Linked DNA regions of Mus musculus: regions 1 and 2 are each linked to region 3. The links are chromatin contacts, called in public promoter capture Hi-C maps. All regions are on one chromosome and are shown on one strand. Each heading gives the region's core, a stretch centred on a gene start, on an enhancer-like site or on the middle of the called end of the contact. The rest is flanking DNA. Distances are from core to core; before and after follow the strand shown. Region 1 holds the start of 4930455C13Rik (RIKEN cDNA 4930455C13 gene). Region 2 holds the start of Hbs1l (Hbs1-like (S. cerevisiae)). Region 3 holds the start of Sgk1 (serum/glucocorticoid regulated kinase 1).

Region 1 (3,776 bases), core at 1,058-3,557, 540 kb after region 3:
ACAGTAGCAAAATTACAGTTATGAAGTAGCAACAAAATATCTTCATGGCTGGGGGTCAGCACAGCATGAGGAGCTGTAGTGAACGGTCACAGCGTTGGAAGGCTGAGAACTCCTACTCTAGACCATTCAAGTGAAGAAATTCAGCCTGCATTTAACAGCAACAGTACTAACACCACAACAATCAACTCCAGTTTGCCGAGGCAGTCAGGAAAGTGGTTTCCTTAGTCAAGCCATTTGAGCTTGTCTAAGTGATGTCTAATCCTGGTTACTGTTCTTAATAGCTAATGCCCAGAGGCCACTTTAGAAAACTTAGGAAGGAGTCAAGACGCAGCTCCTCCCTCAAGTGTTTGACCCACTGCAGTCTTGACTCAGCCTTGTCTATGTCTGAACCTTTCGTATCCTTCCGCAAGGATACAAAAATGCTACCCGGCTATTAGTATCTGTTCTTCAACATAGATTTGCAAATATTTAACATTTCAAATATATTTAAAGAACATAGCAGTTTTAAAAATGCCATTCTACAATATATTGTGGAGTGAGCTAAAATCTTGTAATATGTACTCCGAAGCTGTCGACAGAACAGTCTAAATTATACCATGGTGAGAAAGGCAAAGCTAGTGGCCACAATAGCACCACAGTAAGTAGATAGTATAGCTGGAAAACTAAAAAAGAAAAAAACTGGTCATTTTAGGAGCAAGTGCAATTAGCTCACTTGCAGCTCAACCCACATAATTAAGTAAATTTTACTAAGCCCTTCCCCTTAAATTACACTCTTCTCAGTCTACTAATCTACAGGATCAGGTTACACAAAGGAAATAAAAGCTGTATACTTTGATAGTCTGTTTGTTAGACCGGTGGGAATTACTTGGGCTTCACTGTTTCTCAGTGAATTGACAGGTTAAGCTTTTGTGTAAGGGTAGGAAGCAGGGTCATAATAATATACAGAGAAAAAGCTATATAAGGGAGAAATACCATGAGGATACAAACACCCAGCTATGAGAAGCACTAGACTCATGCAACCTGGGTTAGCGAACTGCCTTACACATAATGGAGACAGGGACTGCAGGAAAATGAACTCATGCAGAGAAAAGTCTGCAAACGCACATATACTCTCTAATCATAATCAGATTAAAGACTTGAGAGATGTTTCGACCGTTAACTTAGGATTCTGACACCCTGTGCGTGTTGGTCATTATTTTAACTTAGTTGTTCTGTATCTTACATAGACAGAGTTTGCTTCTCCGCGTCTGATAGCCTTAAATGTGATATACGTCTATGCTTTAAATTACCTCAGAAGAGGTAACTGGCCAGAGATACGCGAGTATCTTCATCCTTCTGCTAGAATCCACCTAAACTAGCACTAAGCCCCGAGAGACACTGAAAGAATAACTGACAAGATAGATTCAATTGTTTCTTTCTGGACTGTGAGTGTGTGTCTCATGAGAATGGAATTGTGAGCCTGTAGTCTGGACCTGCTGGGCAGTTCCTTTAAAACCTGGTGCAAGACTGAGTCAGATCCGACTTTAACAACCGGATATGCCGAGGGAGCAACAACTGCCAACTCCACTGGCTCACAGCAAGACCCACTCAGGGAGCCTCACCGTCCAGCACTGCTGTCTGCCGGTGCTCCTCCTTGTTGGGTTTGGGATAAATATTCTCTTAACCTTCTTCTCACAGAATAAAGTATGACAAACAAAAGGAATTCTGAACGTCTCGCTGATGCATTTATGTGTTACACATTCAACTTCCAGTGCCCACTTATTTTAAAGACTAAAAGCGTTGAAACATAGCGGCTACCTTTCCCTTTCTTCTCCAGTTTCATCCAAGACCCACGCATATGCAAATGAAGCCTTGCCAGCCTTTTTAGATTCTTGCTCATACTTATGCATAGTTCTTTTGTTTACATTACCCAGAAGATAAAGCATATGGCCCATCAGAGTACTTTTCCCAGCATCAACATGACCTAAGGAAAATTGATTCAGGGTTAATACTAGGTACATTTCAGATGCTCACATTGAGGCATTGCAACACTAATTCAACAGCGTGCGTCAGTATTTAGTATAACAAACACCAATTTCTATCAAGGTTAAAACACCTAAATGGGGGAGGGGGTGAGGACTGCACACACAGTTTTAGAGAGGGCAAAGTTTCCCTTTTTTGGGGGGGGAGATGCATCCCATTTTCAAAATGTTCACTACATAAAACTGCCACAAGCTAAGTCCGATGATGCCCTCCTTGGTAACGCGGCCCCATTGCACCCTGGGTGACCAGAATGCATTATGATGCAATGCCTCTTTGCTTTATTTAAGCCTACACTGCTCCAAGAGGCTGGGCGCCTCCTGCCGCGGTCCTGCTAACCCGGCGGGCAGAACAAGGGCATACCAATGACCACTAAGTTGAGGAGCTGCTTCCCGCCCTGCCGCTTTTCCAATTCCGCTTTCACGTCTATCTGCTGCCTCAGCTTGCCAGACTTTCTCACTGGTGTCGGAGTGGAGCCCAGCTCTTCTGATGTTTGAAGGGAAGGAGGTGGGAGGGCAGATTTTGGAGTGCCGGTCTCAGGAATGTTAGGAGAAGCTACGCTCACATCATCACCAGGAGGCCCTTTGTGAGGAGCGCGCACACTGAGTCCATTTTCCTCAGAAGTTAAGCTGCAGAAAGATGAGAAAAACTGTGAGAAAGTCATTTCAGACACTGCCCAACTGAGTCAGGGGGCAGGGGTATCTCTTGGCAACCCCTGATATTCTGGGTCTCAGGTCTGTCAAGCTGGAAAAGAGAAGTGACCAGAGCCAATCCACACAAACGAACACTGGGAACCCTAGGTGTCTACTAAACATGAAGACTCCGCCCTGGCAGACAGCAGGCAGCAACGCTGCTGCATCCTAAGAGGTAAACACAGCTTTAAACTTTCAAATGTCTCTAAGATCTAAAAATGCCCATTCTGGGCCCAGGCCTACACCCACTGCTAGAACGGCAAGAATAAATTGGTAACAATGTTTCAGACACTTTGTCATATAATTTTATGATCTTAATTAACTTGATTTCTTATTTCTAAACGACCTTTCCAAAAGTGGAACCATCTGTTTATAAATCTAAAGGAGTAATCTCCTTGACTTGGACACTAAGACTTACCAGACTGTGTACTGACTATCTGTCCTGCACTTGATGTCTCAATCAGTTCTACTTACATGTCTAGAGGTAGAGTTACAATTCTCAGTATTAGTAAAGCAGACTGTGCTCTAAGCAATGAGTTACCTCTTACACATGTACATGGAGAGAAATGAATTGCCAGCGTGTATTTTACATTCTCTCATCCAAGTTCTAGCTTAGTTTAGCTTCCACAGTCAGTCAGAATCAGGAATGTGTATTTGTGATGTTATGGCCAGGACTGGGTGTATATGCAATGGTATAGCCAAAAATGAATTTTTGGATCAAATGGGCTTTCAAGAAAACTCAACACATTATAAATGTGATTTCTTGAACTCTTGGTAGCTTTTGTTTTCACATGTGTGTGTAGGTCGAAGAACAGCTAAAGGGTGTTGGTGGTTCTCTTCTTCCACCAGGTGGTTACTGGGAATCACAGGCAGCAAGGCTTCTAGCAAACACGGCTACCGTCTCCCTGGGCCATCCGCATGGTCATTGTTTAGGGTCTATCATTCTGAGAAAGCATGGCTGTTATATGCTTTTCTGTTATATATGTCTGGACTCTTTCTGAGACAGAATGTAGTGAGTCACTGGCTGACCTGACACTCAGGACATAGTCAGCCTAGAACGCATGG
Region 2 (4,023 bases), core at 432-2,931, 590 kb after region 3:
TTTGTCCACAGACTAACTCTAATGAAATTAGAATACTTTTGTGAAGTTTTAATTACTGAAAGCCCAAAAGGAAGCCTAACTGGGAAGAAGAAAATGGAAAATGAACTTTTATGAACAGGAAGGGAGGAACATCCCAAGACAGGCTACGCTTGCTTATGATGTCACTGATTGTTACAAAGGAATCAAACCTGACCTCAGGTAGCCAAGGTAAGAAGGTATTCGGCACTCAGAGGCTACACAGAAATCCCAGCCCTTCCCTTCTAATTTAGACCCTCTCTTTTGCATCGTTTCTATATTACTGTCATCACACTGTGGAATCTCTCATGCTTTAACCAGCTGTTACTGTAAACAGTCCTCATGTGTTAAGCAGTACCCTTAAATAGTCAATTATCACTGGCTGAGGAAATATATTGGTAATAAATGTCCCTTATTTCACAGCTACACAATCTCTTCCAGACTAAAGTCATTTCTTAGTGGTAGTGGTCCACCAGGCCTTTTATACAGACACTATGTATTCTTACAGTGAATGCCTGCCAAGTAAGATATTCCAGGCAGACTGGGTCAAAGTCTCCAGATGCAGCCCAGGTTGTTGGTTGGTCAAACCTGTTGAGGACACTGAAGCTCACAATCCCCCCAAAGGGGGTGTTAATAACAACCGCCTGCGTAAACATTGCATCTTCTCCATTTTAAAAAGCAGCAGGTCTTTAGGATTCTTGCATCACTTTACATTTGTGTTTATTTTTAGCTTCTGTGATGCTAAATGATGCTTATTATCATCCACTCAATGCCAACAAACTGCGAGTCCCTTTTTCATGACCTCCCCGCTGGTGTTATTTTTCCATTTCCTTTTTAAAATCAATCTACATTAAGCACTGTTTGCCAATAACTGAATTTATACACCTGAACATCAGCAAATCGACCCAATTTCTTGAGCCCTTTTAAACAAGAATCTTTTCTGTTTCTCACGTCCCCAGTTTTGAAATCCGTTGGAAAAAAATGGAGCAGTCAAAAACGCAGGGACACGGGGACAACGAAATAAATCTGACGTTTGTAGTAGGCCGGCCGCAGGTAAGCGCTAAGCCAGCCTCTTTTCTAACTACGGCCTCGTGGGCTTGTCTGAAGGAGGGCTTATGAGACAGACGTCAGGAACTCATTGCGGGATCCCCGCAGGAAACAGGGAAAGAAGAGGTGACGCTTGGATACGAACAGCATCGGATCCCGACCTCGCCACACCTATGGGCCCTGGAGATGCTACACCCCTGCCCGGTCGGTGAACTAGCTCAGCTAGGAGGCAGACAACACGCCGGCTTCCTCCCCGGGTGTTCCTCTCAGGTCCTGCTCGCTCTCCGCCCGCTCCCTCTCCGCCGAAGATCCCATTGCGAGCGTGGCTCCGGGGTCCATGCTCGATTCCAGGGAGATGTAAAGCGGCCATGGAGACAGCTGGAAGAGCTAAGGTCACGGCCGGCGCGGCCTTACCACCCACCTTCATCGTAGTTATATCCCCGGACGTTCCGATGCCGGGCCATCGCGCACAGACGGCGCCTGCCGCCGTCCCTTCCAGAAAAACTCGGCTCAGAAACCGACGAGGCGCAGACCGCGGGCGGAACACCTCTGCCGCGCCATCTTGTCTTCCGCCAGGCCTCTGCGCCGAGCGTCCGCGCATGCGCGACGTCATACCTGCGCACTTGGCGACGGCAAGCTCTCGGGGTCACTGCGGGCCTCCCGGGAACGCGTGCGCGCTCGCGAACTGGCGGGGGGGGGGGGGGGGCGAGGTCCCGCCCACAAGCGAATTGACTGACGTGGACTTCAAGGCCAGAAATGAAGCAACCAGAGGGTTGTTGAGCGGGATCCTTCACCTACACCGGTTTTCAGGATTATTTCCCAACTTTGGTTTTTGATCATCTGAAAAGCTGCCTATTTCGCTCAGTAAAAACAAGGACTTTGTTTCAGCTTTTAAGCCTTAGTAAACACTATAGGCAATCAATAAACGTGTAAATTTGGCATAATAATTAGTCCAAGCTGTAGAGGGAACTTTTTGAATGAGTAATTTTAGCTTTGAAATGTAGCCACACTGGGTCAATATGCTTCGCATGTAACTCATGGCTTCAGGTATGGGCTCCATATTAAATTCATTAACAGCTCTGGTAAACAACTGTCTGACCTTAGCTTTGTAAAATATTTCATTAGCACGAATTAATTAAGAAGGAAGCCTTAGACATTGATTGAATACATAAATATGTGAACTTGCTAAGGGTGTTTAGTACAGCTTTTCAGACACAGAACTAGCCTTGGGTGCTTATGATGTAATAATAACACATAAATCTATAACCTGTTATTAAACATCCTTGTTTCATACAACATAAGGCTAATAATGCTGTGTAAAAAACATCAACCTTATTATCACACTGAACAAACCATTTTATTGTAGCTTGTGCTTTCAATGCCAAGACCTGGAATCAAAGGCGAATGTCTAACACCACCTTACTCAGCTTTTCTAATCCACAACAATGAGGATAACACAAATTAAATCCATATTTGTAAAGGGCTCAGATTTGAGTTCTGACTGACTACCCAATGGTGTTCTTAACTCACAATGTTTCATATGGCTCCAAGGCAAAACTTTATAGACAAAAAAAAAAAAAAGTAGATGCTAATTTTATGATTTTTAAGTGTTTTATTTTATACCTTTAAATAATTTCCACATTGCAGCCTATTTCTTTGTAAGTGAAGATATTATCTTATACATTATCAAATTCATAAATAATATTTGCCCATGTAAGAGGACTTAGCACAGGACATTAAGTGCTAAAGAGTACTAAATGTGCTGGACCTGGTGGCTCAATTCCTTTAATCTTGGTACTCTGTAGACAGGGACAGGAGGACCAGGAATTCAAGGTCATCCTTGGCTACACAGGGAGTTCCAGGCCAACCAGCACTGTTGAGACCCTGTCTCAACGTCACGTACATAAAACTTAAAAACCAGGGTCAGCTTCTATCCCACTGTAAACGTGAATGCTGTTAATTACAAGTCACTGATGCGGCTATTGAAGTAAATGAGTTATAAACCGACCACATAACTAGTAGGGTGAATAAGAAAACAATCCTGCCTCAGACATGACACATAACTTGGGTGTGTGGACCAGTCTGTTCTGTATTGATTCCTGAAAATGGTATATTATTTACACTTGTTAGTTTCCCTGGCAAGGTGACATAACTCAGAGTCACCTGGAAATTGCCTCATCAGAATTGTCCTGTGAGGCAATGTCTTGATTGATTGATGCAAAGAGTTTCCAGTCTGCTCTACAGGGCAACCTCCTTAGTAGTGGGGCCTGGGCTGTAAGAGAAAGCAAGCCAAGCATGAGCAGAAGAGCGGGCCTGTAAGCAGTTGCACCTGTAGTTCCTGCTTCAGTCTCTGCTTCAGTTTCTACCTTGATGTCCCTCAGTGATGGATTGTAACTTGAAAGTGTGGGGCTGGTGAGACGACTGATGAGTTAAGAGCACTGACTGTTCTTCCGGAGGTCCTGAGTTCAATTCCCAGCAACCACATGGTGGCTCACTACCATCTCTAATGGGATCTTATGCCCTCTTCTGGTGTGTCTGAAGACAGTGACAGTGTACCCATATACATTAAATAAATAAATCTTAAAACAAAACAAAACAAAAACAAAAACCAACAAACAAACAACCTTGGAAGTGTAAGCCAAATAAACCCTTTCCTCCCATAGTTGTTTTTTTGGTTTTGGTTTTTGTTTTTGTGGGTTTTTTTTGGTCAGAGTCTTTTAACACACTGTACTGGCTGGTTTTGTATCTACTTGACACAATCTAGAGAGAAAGGAGTCTCAGTTGAAGAAATATGTCCATGAGATCCAGCTGTAAGGCAGTGTTAAGTATTAAGCAGGTGAGAGTCTAGCCCACTGTGGGTGGTGCCATCCCTGGGCTGGTGGTCCTGGGTTCTATAAGAAAGCAAGCTGAGCAAGCCAGGGGAAGCAATCCAGTAAGCAGCATCCCTCCATGGCCTCTGCA
Region 3 (3,733 bases), core at 819-3,318:
GTTCCAATACACAAGAAACTGAGGCAGGAGGATCATTTCAGCCCAGGCATTCAAGACAGCTTGGTCAATGTAGCTAGAGAAAAAAAAAAAAAAAAAAAAAAAAAACAGCAAACTTTGGCTAGTTAGTTAGAAGGAAGTAAAGAATTTAAGGACTAAATAAAAGGGTGCTTCCCTTGGAAAAGTATCTTTTGACTACAGGGGAGACCTTAGTAGTGCGGGAGGACCAAGAAGCTGGGCTGACTTGCAGACTCTACTGGGGAAAGACCTCTCAACTGACACTGGCTGCAGGAGTTAGCGTTACTCAGATTTAGTGCGTATCGTTTGCATTTGGCCATAGATTTGGGGATCTCTAAGCCAGGATGTGAGAGAGCTCCTGCTGGCGCTTGCAGACTGCTGGTTTGCAGACCTGCCTTTCCAGCTTGACCCTTCAGTGCTAGGAGGCCGTCCAGCCCAGCCTGTAATTCATTACGTTCTGTTGCCTTTTCGGCACACACAGACGCGGCCTGAATGAAGGGAAGGGTGAATGAATGGAAGGAAGCAGCTGGATAGGACCGCCCCGGGCACTAAATAGGACGGCACAACTGGGGCTACAGGAGCCTCCTATTGCTTAAGAGACACTCCCCATAAGGATGTCAATGATCAGTCTTCCAACAACCACTCATTTCTGAGTCCCCACTCATGTATAAATTTGCAGAGCCACAGACCTCCAGTGTGGCCATTGCAATGAACTGAGTTTATCTGTGAAACAGAGAAAGGTCTATTCATTTACAGCCCTATGACATTACTAACATTATGAATGAAAGGAATTTAAACAAATGTATACAGCAAATGTACATAGCAGCAGAACCCTCCCCGCACGCCCCCCCCCCCAATCATAGTTTGGGCTATAAAACAGGCTATCCCTTATTCTTTTGGTAAGGGCACGTGTGCTAGGCAAAATTGAGGCAACTTGAAATAGAGGGTTTGAGATGTTGGGAGTCCATCATTTCTGTCAAAGGTCACTCTGGTCCTTTCCTGTTTACCCCAAAGATAGAGATAGTGGCAGAATGGATTTGAGGAGCCAAAGCTGCTTCTAACAATTGAAGACGAAAATGCAGCAGCCCTTGAGACGGAGGGAAGGTGTGGCAAAGTTGAACCCTTCAAAGATAAGAGCGAGAGAGCTACTTAATTAGCCCAGACTAAATTGCTTCTTATTAACTGCACTCGGGCCAGCTGTCTTTGAAACTGCCTTGTAATCCTGGGCATGGCTTTGATTGAGAAATCTCAGTTCCCATCTTAAACCCATTTGAAGGCATCTCGGCCCAACCCCCTTCTTCCAATGCAACTCCTCTGAGCCCCCCCTTTCCATCAACATCTCCCCTACCCACCCCCCAACAAATATGAATCTCAGCAGGGCCAGCGCTCACCTTGACCACTGACACCAGAAGCTCTGCTTTCACGAAGGGCTCAGTAACAAAACCCGAGGCTTACCCTAGGCAAGCCTCCAAAAGCATTTGAGAGAAGCAGCGTAGAAAACAAAAGCAACAACCACAACCTGGGCTTACCCGTTTCTTAAAAAATTGGAACGCTGAGCATTTCTTGACCGGGAATCCATTCATGTCTTTGTTTACCATCTTCCACAGAAGGGACTTCACAGTTATAGATCCAGGGTGGCACCGGCTTGGTTTACTGCATCTGTATCCCGATCCGCCTTCCTGGAGACGGTGAATGAAGACCGAACGGGATGGAGAGGCTAACGGGGCTCAGTTTTTCACTCGCTCATCCTGCTGCGGCAGCGACTGCAGTAACTCGCCCCACTTTCAGAGGCCACTGGCAATGGCTTTTCTCTTTCCATCATTGCTTTGAAACGTAAGCATCACCACAACAGGACCCCGGGGCCGGATGGCGGGATACAGCAAATCTATCCAGAGATGCTCTGGCGGGCGCTCAGGCGAGAGCAGGGTACCGTCCCCGCCCCCAGCTACCGAGCTGCTCCCGGGCTGAGCGGGGAGCGAGCGACTCGCTCTGCTCCAGGTGATGCGCTGCTGGAGGCTGCTGGAGGAGAGCTGTTTTTGATTGTGTAGGTTCCAGTGGGAGCTGTAGTTAAGCAGCTGGGGGAAGGAGTAAGAAAGAGCTGAAGCCGGAGGGAGGGAAGGAGGAAGGGAGAGAGCCTCCTCAGAAAGGTAAATGGAAAGAGAAAGCAAGGCAGGAAGGAGCAAGGATGCATGCATGCATATGTGAGTAAGATCAGAGGATGGTCAGGAGACACAGAAAACACAGAACAACGGATTCCCTTGGGAGGGTTCTTTGAATTGGTTTTTCTTTGCAACAATGTGGTAACCAGAGTAAAATGCAGACCCAATAATGTAATTCTCAATGAAGTTCTTCAGATTCCGGTTCTGATACCAAGCCCCGGAGGCAGGGGGTGGGGGGCATCAAACGTGTTCCTGCCCTATGAAACCTTGAAAAATAAAATAATGTGCCTACACATGTGTAGCAGTGAATGGTCTCTTACTCTGTAGGGTCCTCGGATGCCCTTCCTTCCGCTGTGACATTAGAAGGAACAACTGGGGAGGTAAGCCCACCCTTTTCAACAGAGAAGCCGGCAGTAAGAGAAAATCAATGAACAGAAACAAAGTGTGCAAAACCAATAGGCAGAACCTTGCCCAGACCTTCACCAAAAATTCGTGCTGAATCCATTCAATGCTAAGGGAGTCACAGGAAGCAAGGACGAGTCTTTTTACATGCCCCAACTTATCCTGAACCTCTGCAAAGTGAATTCATTTAACAAAAACATTTAATTATGCGTAGCTCGTTTCCACTTGTGCTCTTTGATGCTGATATTTTATGAGTTTTGTTTTGTTTTTTAAATAGGATTTATAGCAAAAAGGTTTGGGGTCCCTGTTAGCATGTGGTTTTGATCAGCTACTTCACCTCCGGCTGTACTTTGGTCTATGAGATAGACATACACGATCACTCACTCACTCACTCATTCATTCACTCATTCATTAATTCAGCCACTCAATCACTTGTTTGACATCTCATTCTATTCAAATATAGCATTCAAATCCAAAACCAGTAAGCGTTCACTGGTAGGAAATACACTAGAACTATCCTTAAAAATAATTGTTGATTGAGTGCTTGCATGAAACCATGAGTTTAATCCTCAGGACCACAAAACAAGCAAACAAACAAAAGAAAAAACAAAACAGCGACAGACACTGTGGCAACATGGGATTAGAACCCCTGCAGTTGGGAGGTTAAAGGTAGGAGGATCAGAAATGCAAGCTTATCCTCAGAGTTTGAGGCCAGACTAGAATTCATGGGATCCTAGCCAGAAACAACACCCAAACAGAACAATAACAACAACAAAACCCACATTGTTACACCATTTATATGGGAAACGTGGATTAACTGGGGAAGAGGTGCCTGAGTTCCTTTAGAGTATGAGTTTCTATGAGGTGAGATATGGATGAAGTTGTACAAGACACAAGGATACATTATGTAATCTACAGCTTCAGTAGGCCGTGATTTTCCTAAAGGGGCCATCTAAAATCACCAGAGAGAACTCAAAGAGAATTATTCTAAGATGAAAGAAATGTTCCCCATCGGGATTATGGTAATGACTACAGTAAGAACCAAACTTCATCATGAAACGAAAAAGAATTTGTTTTGCACAGTAAAATTATACCTCAGTAAGTTTCATTAGAAAACAGTGAAAGCCATTCAATCTCTTTCCTGTTCCTTTCTTCAC

Evidence for each region. Promoter capture Hi-C pulls out the DNA fragments that hold promoters and counts their contacts.
Region 1: a promoter capture Hi-C map of embryonic stem cells shows a contact between it and region 3, with 5 times the contacts expected there. The contact joins the promoter of 4930455C13Rik here to the promoter of Sgk1 in region 3. A contact is called at or near these places in 1 of 39 promoter capture datasets (embryonic stem cells), 1 of 115 datasets of contacts at active chromatin or transcription factors (embryonic stem cells) and 1 of 9 other capture datasets (adipose tissue).
Region 2: a contact with region 3 is called in a promoter capture Hi-C map of liver, with 2.1 times the contacts expected there. The contact joins the promoter of Hbs1l here to the promoter of Sgk1 in region 3. A contact is called at or near these places in 5 of 39 promoter capture datasets (embryonic stem cells, hippocampal neurons, liver and 1 more) and 1 of 9 other capture datasets (liver).

The regions. Positions count from the first base shown.
Region 1 is chr10:21,340,586-21,344,361 of GRCm38.p6, reverse strand. 4930455C13Rik (RIKEN cDNA 4930455C13 gene) reads left to right here and starts at 2,307. Exons shown (of 4, transcript NR_045352.1): 1 at 2,307-2,886. It overlaps Hbs1l (Hbs1-like (S. cerevisiae)), which reads right to left. Exons shown (of 18, transcript NM_019702.2): 6 at 2,383-2,648; 7 at 1,798-1,963.
Region 2 is chr10:21,293,637-21,297,659 of GRCm38.p6, reverse strand. It overlaps Hbs1l (Hbs1-like (S. cerevisiae)), which reads right to left and starts at 1,681. Exons shown (of 18, transcript NM_019702.2): 1 at 1,484-1,681. The coding sequence starts at 1,526.
Region 3 is chr10:21,880,519-21,884,251 of GRCm38.p6, reverse strand. Sgk1 (serum/glucocorticoid regulated kinase 1) reads right to left here and starts at 2,068. Exons shown (of 14, transcript NM_001161845.2): 1 at 1,545-2,068. The coding sequence starts at 1,613. It overlaps Gm46215 (a long non-coding RNA gene), which reads left to right and starts at 1,974. Exons shown (of 3, transcript XR_001779732.1): 1 at 1,974-2,059; 2 at 2,502-2,554.